Linked DNA regions of Drosophila melanogaster: region 2 is linked to region 1. Evidence: chromatin contacts called from public HiChIP or PLAC-seq data. All regions are on one chromosome and are shown on one strand. Each heading gives the region's core, a stretch centred on a gene start, on an enhancer-like site or on the middle of the called end of the contact. The rest is flanking DNA. Distances are from core to core; before and after follow the strand shown.

The links. HiChIP or PLAC-seq counts read pairs in DNA pulled down with a chosen protein or histone mark.
Region 2: an H3K27ac HiChIP or PLAC-seq map of the Kc167 cell line shows a contact between it and region 1, with 9 times the contacts expected there. The contact joins the promoter of Ugt35A1 here to the promoter of Ak3 in region 1. A contact is called at or near these places in 6 of 107 Hi-C or Micro-C datasets (the Kc167 cell line, the S2 cell line and the Sg4 cell line) and 1 of 6 datasets of contacts at active chromatin or transcription factors (the Kc167 cell line).

What each region holds. Positions count from the first base shown.
Region 1 is chr3R:10,885,216-10,891,847 of dm6, reverse strand. It overlaps Ak3 (Adenylate kinase 3), which reads left to right and starts at 2,260. Exons shown (of 2, transcript NM_001300350.1): 1 at 2,260-2,775; 2 at 3,505-4,503. The coding sequence starts at 3,538. The coding sequence ends at 4,188. Leash (leash) reads right to left here and starts at 6,308. Exons shown (of 3, transcript NM_141780.4): 1 at 5,761-6,308. The coding sequence starts at 5,875. It overlaps CG6621, which reads left to right. Exons shown (of 8, transcript NM_141779.3): 5 at 1-334; 6 at 457-754; 7 at 837-848; 8 at 1,003-2,080. The coding sequence ends at 1,933.
Region 2 is chr3R:11,169,260-11,175,294 of dm6, reverse strand. Ugt35A1 (UDP-glycosyltransferase family 35 member A1) reads left to right here and starts at 2,631. Exons shown (of 2, transcript NM_079590.3): 1 at 2,631-2,944; 2 at 3,012-4,478. The coding sequence starts at 2,671. The coding sequence ends at 4,351. Ugt304A1 (UDP-glycosyltransferase family 304 member A1) reads left to right here. Exons shown (of 2, transcript NM_144362.2): 1 at 1-155; 2 at 387-1,854. The coding sequence ends at 1,720. It overlaps Ugt35B1 (UDP-glycosyltransferase family 35 member B1), which reads left to right and starts at 5,049. Exons shown (of 2, transcript NM_079589.3): 1 at 5,049-5,322; 2 at 5,395-6,035. The coding sequence starts at 5,085.

The DNA.
Region 1 (6,632 bases), core at 1,011-3,510:
CGCGGCAGCTTTCTTAAAGGGCTGCAGGACTTTGAGAAGGCTCTGCACCTGAACAAGTATCACGTGAACGCGCGCAAATACATGGGCGAAACGCTGGTGGCTCTGGGTCGCAGCTACGAAGAGGAGAATCGCATAGCCGAAGCCGTCAAGGCCTATAGCGATTGCCTAAATCTGTTGCCGCTGCACGAAGAAGCACGCCAGTCCCTGGACGCACTGCATCGAAGTGGAGACGGTAAGCGTAGAATAAGCACTGAGCCGTCGAACATGACCGGTGGCCAGTCCTCGGACGAGTCCTCCTCATCGAGTGCCAGTGATAGTGAATGCGAAGATTCGGGTGAGTACATGTGGTGGGGTCAGTGCATGGGGGCTTTGCTAGCTAGCTAGCTAAGCACTGATCCACCGTTTATTATTCCCTCATGAACACTATTCAAACCGATAACTCATTTCCAATTTTAGCTGGTAAGCCCAAGTCAAACATTAGTCAGCCCTTTTATGCCCAACACAAGCTAAAGCAATCGGGAGATGAAAAGTTGGCCGTCATTGATGCCCATAAGGCCAATGAGTTCCGTTTGGACGACGACGAGACCGTGTCGAGTGTGCGGAAGCTTTTGCGCGAGGCGAGCAAACACAAGAAGGCCAAGAAGAAGGGAAAGAAGAAAAAGGACAAGAAGGAGCGAAGGAGGTCCAGGACCAAGTCCGAAACGGAGGATCCCATTGAATTGCTTAAGAAGATCGACTTCCAGGAGGCCCTCAGGTGAGTTTTGCAGCTAAAGAGGCTTATTGCACAATAAGTATACATTTTCTTGAGATTCTCCCTGCCTAACCAACTGGGATAGACAAGACAACAAGTATGTACCAGGAATTATTTAGCTTGACTTCCGAACTGCAATTGCATCCTAAACGATGTTCCTTCAAATCTGGGATGAACAATGCGGTTTTGTTGTCAATGCTGTTGAATATTTTACAATACGCAGTTAATGCCACAGTTTGTGTTTCTTTTAGGCTCATGAACAGCACCAGGAGCGATGAGGAACGCAAGGCCAAGATCAAGAGCTATCTAAAAGAAGGAGGAAAAGAGTCACCACCTCCCCCGCCACCAATGAAAAAAACAGCAGTCTCATCTAGAAAGTCAAGCTTTGACAATGTGGGACCCAGCACATCGCGTCATGCGGCCTCCGTTGTTGGCTTTGGAGGCGCCCAGCCACCACCAGCGCCCAAGTTTCTGGGGCAAAAGAAACATCCGGAGCCGGCACCCAAGCTCTCCTTTCAGATTAAGAAACGACCGCTGCAGATGGACAAGCTGGGAATGCTGCGTCTAGCAGCGCCAGCGGAGCCACTCAAGGGAGGACGGAGCAGCAGCTCCCGCAGCCGGAGTAGGAGTAGAAGCCGCTCGCGAAGTCGCTCACGTAATCGTCGGCTTGGAAGGAGCACGCGTTCGTCGCTCAGGAGCCGGCGTTCTGGCTCGAGGTCCAGATCGATTAGCCGATCACGGTCGCGTCGCCGACGTACCTACTCCCGTTCGCGCAGCCCCTCGCCACGCAGTTACGGAAATCGCTTTGTGATTGGACGCTACCGTAATCGCCGAACTCGGCGTTCGCGCTCCTTTCATCGTCGGCGTTCTCCATCGCCCATTTTGAAACGCCGATCGCCTTCACCATTTGTGCCCCGTCGCACACCATCGCCGGCATCCCGCTATCGACGCAGCCGATCCCGCAGTCGCTCCCGCTCACGCAGTCGGAGTCCTCGACGCTTTCAGTCTCGCTACATGCCGAGGGATCGTGGCTCCGTGAATCGAAGCAGGTACTCCTGGCACAATCCCCATAAACGCAGTGTATCACGCACCGTGGAGCCAAATGGCAAAGATGAAAGGGCAGCTACTCCGCCGAAAAAGGGTGTTGCTGATGATAGATCTGGACGAGAAGAAAGGGCGTAAACAGGGCCTCGCCTACGAGTCTTAAGTTTCCTTTTAGCTGATAGGGTACATTTGATTTGATATTCAAATTTGTAAAACGCTCCCTTTGGGAATTGTTCATTGGTCACTAAATAAAGAAGCTTGCGAAGCGAATTTATTACAAACTATAACAATCAATCGATTATTGGTTCTTTTCAGACAACACGTAGCGTAAAGTAAAATCAGGAAATTGTCGGTATTTAAAATTTGAATATAGCGTACAAACATATAAAAATGTAAGTATATGAATCGCATATCTATGCAAAATTAATCAATGTTAGGATAAGTACTTCAAAACTAAACACAATAGTTTGTCATTTTTGTATTTCAGATATCAGATTCTGATTTTGCACATGGAATGAACTGAAAGTCCAACGCGTAGTGAGAGTGTAAGAGAGCCCCAATAGAGAGCGCAATATCCCGGAGAGTGTATCCCCCGCCGTGCCCCTTATCAACACTTCACGCTGCACTTTCGCAGTGAGAGACGGAGAGTAAGAGAAAAAGTGGTTAAAGAGGGGACGAACACCCGGCTGTTAGTGTTAGTTGGGGCTCCTAAGAGAGAGCTAAAGCGAGAGAGACAAGTCTGGAAGCTAAACAACAAGCACCAAGCAAACACGAAAGATAACGACTTGTTTCATTTGATATTCGCCAGCCGGCAGAAGCGGAACAAACAAAAAAAAAGAAAAAACAAACTTCGGACGCCGCAGCTGCGGACACGAAATTAGAATACTTACGGCGACAAGTTATCGCACAAATTAGTACGCGAACGAGAATTGCTACCGAGATACGTCGGCGGACACCCGAAATTTTTCCCAAAAACCAAGGTGCCGTGTAAGTGTGAAAGGAGGTGGTTTTTACCAGCTGCTAATTTATATAACTATGAAAGCCAGTAAAAGTGCAAGGCCGCGTGCAGTGCAGAAATGCAGAATTGCAGAAAAACAACACAACACGCGCGACATTAACACTAAACACGTACATATATACATGTCTACATATATTCTCTATAATTTTCCGTGCGGACTTTGGACGATAAGCGGGGCGACAACAATATCTGGTTATACATGAAGACAAAGAACATAAGGCTGAAAAGCCACGCTTGTCTCTTCTGTTTGTTGTTTTTGCTGGTGGCGCTCTTTTAAGTGTTTGCGCTACACTTGTTACCAAGCGGCATGTTGGTTCACGAGCACAAAAGCTGACAAGTGATTTAGTGTTATATTTACCCACTCTTTATTGCCGTGTTCGCTCACAAATTGAATGGAATCATTGGTTGGATTCCCGTGATTAGTCACACATAAAACACATAAGCTTTAGCGAAAACTATGACCTTCATCACCTCTGTATCAAACAATTGTGGCGTGCTTGATAGTCTTATCGCCCATAAAAGTAGTCGAGTATGGTCAACTGAAATAATTTTGGTTTTACTGCCAAGATTATATGTTATTGACCCTAAATCAAAATATAAAAACAGATCCTATATTAAATAGATAAACCGAATTTTTTTATCATATCATATTAAATTTAACCATGTATCAATTCAATTTTTTGTCTTGCAGCTCAAGGAGAGGTTGAAGAACTAGAGCTTAGACATGTTTACGAAAATCTTTCGCGCTGTGATAATCGGAGCCCCCGGCTCGGGCAAAGGAACTATTTCGGAATTGATCTGCAAGAACCATGGATGTGTGCACATCTCCACGGGGGACATTCTGCGCCAGAACATCATAAAAAACACAGAACTTGGAAAAAAGGCCAAGCAGTACATTGCTGAAGGTAAACTGGTGCCCGACGCGATTGTGACCAAGACGATGCTGGCCCGGATAACCGAGGTAGGCAACAGGTCGTACATCCTAGACGGATTCCCGCGCAATATAGCCCAGGCCGAGGCACTGGCTGCACGCGAGCAAATCGATGCCGTGATCACGCTGGACGTTCCACATAGTGTGATTATCGACCGGGTCAAGAATCGCTGGATCCATGCGCCCTCCGGCAGGGTGTACAATATTGGCTTCAAGAATCCCAAAGTGCCTGGCAAAGATGATGTGACGGGGGAGCCGCTGATGCAACGCGAAGATGATAAACCCCATGTGGTGGCCAAGCGACTGGAGCTCTACGATGAGGTGATGAGCCCGGTAATAGCCTGGTACGAAAAGAAGGGTCTGGTTGCCACTTTCAAGGGAAAACAGACAAAGGAGATCTGGCCGATGATGGAGCTTTTCCTCAACGACCGCATAAATGCGTAATGGAGCAACCCCGAAATTACATCCAATGTGCACAAACTAACGATAAACTGCTGTGTTCAATTAAGTGCATAATATATTTAGATATATATAAATGAATACGTATGAAATATGTATGTTTGTGGGCCGGTTAAGAGGAACAGGCGTATAATTAATGTAATTGCGAAGCCTTACACAGTAGCAGCTGTCATGTATTCCTTCTTCCACAGATATCATTCCCCTCATGAGCATGTCTTGCAGCTCCCCCCTTTTTTGTATAAACATATTTTTGTACTCGTATTCTGTGCTCTGATAATAAATCGCGTTTTTTATATATATAAATATATATATATATGCGCTGATAACAGCCGACTTTGACTTTTGGGCAGTTAACGGACAGCCGTCGATCTATTTTTAGGCAATGTCCACAAACCCTTGGCCCCATGCGTGAAGCCAACACTTTTAGCTTCACCTCATGACACCCAAATGCCCTTCATTTTATCGCGTAGCGCATTAATTTCTAAAAAATATGGGATAGTGTGGCGCTCCCGTTTAGTCTCGCGCTCTCTTACTCACACATGCACGGACCAGCTGCTGTTCTCACGCACACCTGTATAGTGGCAAATCACAACAGAGAGGCGCTTGTACAGTCAAGGGCGCCCAATTATGTCAGATTTAAAATTCTTTAAGTCATTTATAAAAAATTCAATAAACCACTTATTGTTTTAAAGGTATACTTCATAATAAAATGGAGATAGCTGTTTGCCTTTTAAACACTATACTTCGGAATATACCATTACTGGGAATCTTATTTCTGGATAATTAAAAAAAAAAACCTATATAAACCCCTTTGTGGCCACCACTGTGCTGCGAGCGCCCTCTCACCTCTCTCTCATTTAGACCCGACTTGCGCTTGGCCCAATATTACGGCTTTTTCGGCACGCCAACTGAGTGTGCCTCTCTTCGCACATGCCCCCACCGTCTACACTCCCCTCTCGCGCGATGCGTTTGGGTTGGCATTTCCTGAAACAAATGCCAGTACTCAAGAATCGTGAAGAACGAAAAGAAATTCAATTGCAATTGCAACGGGCGGCAATTGAAAGCTTATCGATGAATGAAAGGCGAGCGCCGAAGGCAATTAGAGGAATTTGCGAGCAAGAATCTCGAAATTGCGGTGAAGCGGAGGGGGAGGAAGCCCCATAAAATGGCCGCTGTGCTTTGTTAACTGATGGAGTTCTTTGTTTATGCGAATGGGGCCGCAACGAAAGTCCAGCTGACCATCGGGCGGACAATGGATTGCAAACCGCTGACAAAACAGAAAAAAGCACATTTCTATTTGTGGAGTACATGATGGGTTGTGCAGAAAACCATCTTTGTTAATATTAGATTACTATATCTAAGCTAAATCTTTTCGGTAATACGATCTATATGTACACATGTAAACAATACCCAGAATCATAAACTAAGAGCCTAACGTTAAATGTAGGGTTTTGAAACACTTTCTCTGCGTGTCTACAGCTGAGTCATGGATGATGCAAGCCGAGCTTTGAGATGTGCATTCCAGGAAGCGGCAAGTTATGCTCGACTGGCACTTACCGCGTATTTTGGTGCGCTTGTTGACGTTCATCCAGATCTCGCCGCGAATTATGTCGCCCGCAAAGTAAACCCGATCCGCGCTGTCCAGCGTGATTCGCAGCCGCTCGCTTTCCATTCCGCTGGCGTTGATGGTGATGACTCCTCCGGTTTGGCCACTTTCCTCACGCACTTATCCAAAAATAATTTCGTCATCAAAATGCCGCCACATACAAACGTACATGGATGCACTGCAGCACCACGGCCCGCACCACCCTAAAGTATATGCAGAATAGTAGCACCACCACACGCACTCGCCTCACGATTTACGATTTGATGTTACTACACACACCGCGCGGTGAGTGGGAGCTTTTTCGCGCTGATTGTGGCCAGTTCTTGGGGAATCTCGATATCCATCAATTCGCAATGGCCCACAAGTGTTGGTCGCACACCCCGGGCTAATTTAATTCGATTGCTGTCGTCCGCTGGCGGGTTGAATAATTAAATTTCTTATAAATTTACGAGATCCGTGAGTTACGCTTTTTTGTTGTAGCTGCAGCTCTCTTTCGATAACCGTGAGAGCGGCGGTCCGATAGCACGAACAGCTGTTGCGCGGTGCTGCCACCGGGCGCCTGGCCAGCTGAAGCGGTTAATTCGCAGACTTTTTAATCGGTATTTTCAAATGTGTCTAATTTAAAGTTTAAGTTCTAAACAGCGTTTCTTAAATGCACTGTTTTCAGTTGTAATGCAAGAGTTCAGAAATGCTTGGTAGTAATGGTCTTTTTTTATGGTTTGATGTTTGAAAAGAGAAGAAGAAACTCTCTGTTTGAATATCGCCAATAATTTAAGTTGATATATTTCACTACGAATAATAATTACCAAATATTTTACTGTAT
Region 2 (6,035 bases), core at 1,382-3,881, 280 kb before region 1:
ATCCCACTCGCAATGCATGCTTGTGACACCCTATATCCAGGCTCTAAAAGATCGGGGTCACCAGCTGACGGTGATACATGCATACAAGCACTGCATGCACAAAATTGAGGATGTCACCTTTATACGAATATGGTATAATAATAATGTTTTTTTAGGTAAGTATCAAAATCTTAATTGCCCATTGAATCATTATCTCAGATAAGGTAGTGTGTATGTACTTATGTCAGACGCAAGAGTGTAAATTTATTCTAATTGCAATTTTATCAACTGCCAAAATAAGAATCAATCAAGCGAAGTGTAGTTTCTTTTAGATTAGATTCTTAGATTCTTTAGATTAAAGAACAGAAATCTCTAATATATATGCTTTTGTCTCATATTTACTGCAGAGTTTGAGGAATCCGTTGGAATCGCTTCAGCGAACAATAAGTGGGAGGAAATTAGTTCTATGTCGAGTCTTATGGCAAATGCTACGCTTAATGTCCTCAATAATGTGGAAGTTCGAGCATTAATGAAGTCAAGAATAACATTTGACGCGGTGGTCCTGGAAGCTGGATATAGTGACGTGCTCTATGGCATGGCAGCCCATTTCAGCGCCCAACTGATCGGAATTTGCACCTGCGTAGCAGATTGGAATATAAATAACCTGGTGGGTTTTTCAACATCCACTTTGACAGAGCCCATAATGCCATTTCGTGCAAAGTATGTGAAAAACGTTTGGGATCGCATCTACAATTGGTTATACACAACCGAAGAGTGGCTGCTGATCAACTTGGTATTTTTACCAAAACAGCGCCTTATCCACGACCACTTCTTTGGCCATCTGGAGAAGAGCTTCCATGAGATCCGGCAAGACTTTGCATTGATGCTGCTCAATCAACACTTTAGCCTGTTTCGGGCCAGACCCAATGTGCCGGGAATGGTTGAAGTAGCTGGTCTACACATTCCCAAAGAGGATCCACAGCTGCCGAGCGATCTGCAAGTGTTCATCGATGAAGCAGAACATGGAGTGATCTTGTTTTCTCTGGGTCTGGAACAGGACAGTAAAGATTTGCCAAGGAAAACGCAGGAAATTCTGGTGGAGACTTTCAAATCGGTTCCACAGCGTGTGATTTGGAAGTTCGATGGTGAATCTACGATGAGTCTGGGCACTGATATCTACCACTCCAAACTTTTGCCACAGCAAGCAATTTTGGCTCATCCAAACGTAAAGCTCTTTATAAGCCATTGCGGAATGATGAGCGTTATAGAAGCTGCCTACTATGCGAAGCCAGTATTGGGCCTTCCATCGTTTTTCGATCAATTCAGGAATTTGGAAATCATGAAGGAGGAGGGAGTAGCTCTGGAGTTGAACATCAATAGCTTGACAGTAAAAGAGTTGAAGGATGCTATACACAGCATGATAAATGAGCCGGAATATCGAGAGAGTGCCTTGGCTATTTCCCAAAGATTTAGGGATCAGCCCATTCATCCTTTGGATGCGGCCATTTATTGGACGGAGTACATAATACGCTACAAGGGTGCAGATCACATGAAAATATCTCAGTCCCAGTTAAAGTTGTTCGATTACTATTCCCTGGACAATTTCATAATGGTCGGATCGCGGCTATCCTTGGTGGTGGCTTTAGTTTTTCTGGTCCTCTCAAAAAGCAGAAGATGGCTAAATCATTTGTCAACATCTGCAAAGTCATTTCTACCTACGAAACATCTAATTAGAAGTTAATTTTAGATATACGTTTATTAATCATGTATACGATTTATTAATAAAATCGTAGCTGTAAAAATAACAAATTAAAATGTGAATACAAATTAATATTTTAGAAAATACGAATAAATACAATAAATATTTTCAACTGGATTGTAATTATTTTATGACTGTTTTTTAGCCTGATTACAGGAGGGACAATGAATGATAAGCGCTATTGGTAGGTAGCTTTATCTAATCTTAATAGCCCCTAATTTACGATTATTTCTAAGTATTAGACTCATTTTATGGAACCATTTAGTGCACGTCTGTGACGTTCTGTACAATTAGACAGCAATATATTTCTATATTTTCATTCAATTTTCAACATATATGTAAAGAGAATTTTATTAAAATTTATCAGCCAAAGCCAAAACTGAATTACTAAAAATGTTTGAATAGATAAAGAATCTACTAAACGATTATAAACATTTTGCAAGTTCTCTGAGCGCAAGACATTTTGTTTACCAACAAGTTACTCAAAATCAACTGGAGAGTTTGAGAACCAAAAGTCGATAGAGCGCTTAAGAGAACTTAAGAGAACCAGATTGAAAAAAGAGTGCTATTTGTTTCTCCTATTAGTTACATAACATCTGAGTATTGTGTGTAAACAATCAACAAAGTTGTTTGAGTCAAGCCGGTGACGCCAAAAATGTATATATATACAAATATATATATATATATATATATATATATATATATATATATATAAGTGCATAAATTAAAACATACAAAGAGAGCGAACTGTGAATTTGTTTTGGTTTGAAATTAATAGGCCACTGTTTCGCTTCGTTGAACTTGCTTTGTGTGGGCAATGAGTAAATTTTGGGCGATTCTTCTAATCGTCATTCCCCGATAATTATATATGAAAAAGTTCTTATGTTAGATTAGTTGTCGTTCGTCAGCGAATCGCTGCGGTTGCCTTGCAAATGGGTGGAATATTTTCTGTAACTGGTCTTGGCATTCTGCTAATTGGCCTGATATGGCTGTTCGCCGCAAATGCCGATGAAGGGGTTCAAAGTTCGCGCATATTGGCCGTGTTTCCTTTTCCCGGCCGATCGCAGTACATTTTCGCTGAGCAGTTTATGAAGGAACTGGCCCATCGGGGTCACAATGTCACCGTAATCAATACCTTTGGTAGCGATAAAAACGAGCCCAACTTTCGGGTGATTGGTGCTAAAAAAATTCACGAAATAATGGCGGGTAAGTAAACTCAAGCAGTTGTCAGGTATTTCTTCAAGTTATCTATTAAAATTCACATTTATTGTAGCATTTGGAAATGCAGATTACACCCAAACGGCGAGTCAATGGCAAATGTTGACTATGACCACACAGTTTCTCAATCTTTTGACCACAAGTATCCTGGATGATGCGGCTGTAAAGGATTTACTGAACAGCGGCGAGAAATTCGATTTGGTTATAATGGAAGCGGTGCAAACCGAAGCCCTCTTCGGTTTGATCCAGCATTTTGGAGCAGAAACCATAGGTATCTCATCGTACGGCACAGATACACACATCGATGAGTTAATGGGCAACATATCGCCATTGTCCTACAATCCCTTGCTACTCTCATCGCGAACGGAGCAAATGGATTTCAAGGATCGTGTGATGAATGTGTTTGAAGCCTCGGTAATGTGGCTGCACAAGAGGATTGTCCACCTGCCGTCTCAACGGGATCTGTATGCGAAATACTTTCCCACGGCCAGGAAATCATTGGATGAAGTTTTGGACAGCTTTGCGCTAATGCTTCTCGGCCAGCACTTTTCCCTGAGCTATCCACGCCCCTATTTGCCCAATATGATCGAGGTGGGCGGACTGCATTTACAACAGAAGCGAAAGGTTCAGCCCTTAGCAAAGGAACTGTCGGAATTTGTCGAGCAATCGGAGAAGGGAGTAATCTATTTCTCCATGGGTTCCAATATCAAAAGCAAAGACTTGCCGCCATCCACACGAAAAATGCTAATGCAAACCTTTGCCAGTGTGCCACAACGTGTGCTGTGGAAATTCGAGGATGATCAGTTGCCCGAAAAACCCGATAATGTCTTCATCAGCAAGTGGTTCCCCCAACCCGATATTCTCGCTCATCCGAATGTTAAGCTCTTCATCACCCACGGAGGTCTATTGAGCACCATCGAGAGTATATACTTTGGAAAGCCCATACTTGGATTGCCCATTTTCTATGATCAGCACTTGAATGTTCAGAGGGCCAAGCAGGTAGGCTATGGTCTCAGTGCTGATATATGGAGTGTCAATGCGACAGAACTGACGCCTTTGATCCAGGAATTGCTGAGTAATCCCAGTTATGCGGCAGCAGCTCAGACTAAATCCAAATTATTCCGAGATCAGAAGGAAACCGCTTTGGAGCGCGCCATTTGGTGGACCGAGTACGTATTGCGGCATAAGGGAGCCAAACACTTGAGATGTGCTTCGCGTGATCTGGATTTTATTCAGTTCCACGGACTGGACACCTGGGGGCTCCTCATCGCAATCACTTTTGTCTCCCTACTGATCGTCGTTATTTTGATTAAATGCTTACAAAGGGTCTTCGTTTCGCTTATAAGTAAAATCCGAAAAAATCGTGCGGAGGCGAGTAAATTGAAGACCCAGTAATCAATTAAAGTCGATTAACTGTTTGAGTTCATGCCGCCACCGACTTATGTTTCCTCTTAGAGCAGTAAACATTTGCATTTTTGTTTTGTTACCAGCACCTGTGAATTAATTTTTAAATAAATAAATGAAAAAAAAAATATTAAATTGTTTTCATATTAGCTATTTAGACATCATAGCAAAAAAAAATGCTCATTGGGGCGACTAATTATTTAAATTCATTCAAAAGAAACTACTGCTAATACGTCAAGTGCTGTCATTATAATCATATAGTGCACGCATGAACCTTGGCCTCTACTTAACCGTAGCTTAAAGCTCTATTATTAACTGACTACTTTAAAAGCTATGTAAGGCATAGAAAATTTAATTTTTAATTTGATATGCATACCCTTAAAGAAGAATCGAGGTTTTAAGCTAAAGTAAGAACCTATTTTTTGAATTTTTTCACTTGAATTGTAAACTAACCCTTTTTTTTCTTCGAGTGCACACAATTGTTAATTCAGAAGAGCGGTGTGTTTGTTTAGGGGATTAAAGGGGATAAGACAGGGAAACAAATTGTGATGGGGTGCGACGGTGAGATGTGGATCGCCTACGAAATTTACGTAATCTCATCTGTCGAGAATTACTATTGCATGTCAGTGGCATGCAGTGTTATCTAACAGCTTAGAACTATGTTGTGATGCGTTTGCCGATTCAGTTTACAAAGTGAGATCGCGAAGTGCAGACGATTTTTGAGATGCTCGCTCTACGGATAGGTTTTTTGTTACTAACTCTGCCAGCTTCTATGCAAGCTGCCAGGATATTGGCTATATTTCCGTTTCCGGGGCCATCACAGTATATTAATGTGGTACCTTATTTAAAGGAACTGGCTAATCGGGGTCACCAGGTGACCTCGGTTAATGCGTTTCCGCAAAAGAAACCAGTGGTTAACTTCAGAGATGTGTTTATCCCAGATGTATTTAACAATTATAAGGGTAAGATAGATGATAAAAACATACTTGTATGTAACACATTTTCAGTTACACAATTTTGTAACAATCTTTAAGAATTGATAAACGAACTGAGCGGACCAATGAATTTGTGGCAAGAGAACAACTTCATCAATAAATTCTTTGTAAGCGTTACACGCTGTGTTCTTACCAACAAAGAGGTTACAGAAACCCTTTTGCCACCGGGAAAGGATCATTTCGATCTTATAATTGTAGAGGCTCTACGCTCGGATGCCTACTATGGATTCGCGGCCCACTTCAATGCACCTATAATTGGCATATCCACCTTTGGAACTGATTGGAATATTGATGCGCTAGTGGGCAATGAATCTCCTCTATCGTATACTCCGCTAGCAACGGGGGGTCTTACGGATCGAATGACTTTCTTGGAGCGTCTGTCCAACTTTGTGGATACTACGGTTGCCTGGCTTAACTACAGATTTGTTCATATGTCAGAGCAGGAGAAAATGTATGCGAAATACTTTCCCGAGGCCTCGAAAAGGGTTCAACTCACCGATTTGAATAGAAACTTCTCGCTAGTATTGCTGAATCAGCACTTTTCGTTGAGCTTCCCGCGTCCGTACGTTCCGAACATGATCGAGGTTGGAGGTCTGCACATATCCCACAAGCCGGCTCCTCTGCCCAAGGACTTGGAAGAGTTTATTCAAGGTTCCGGAGAGCACGGTGTGATATACTTT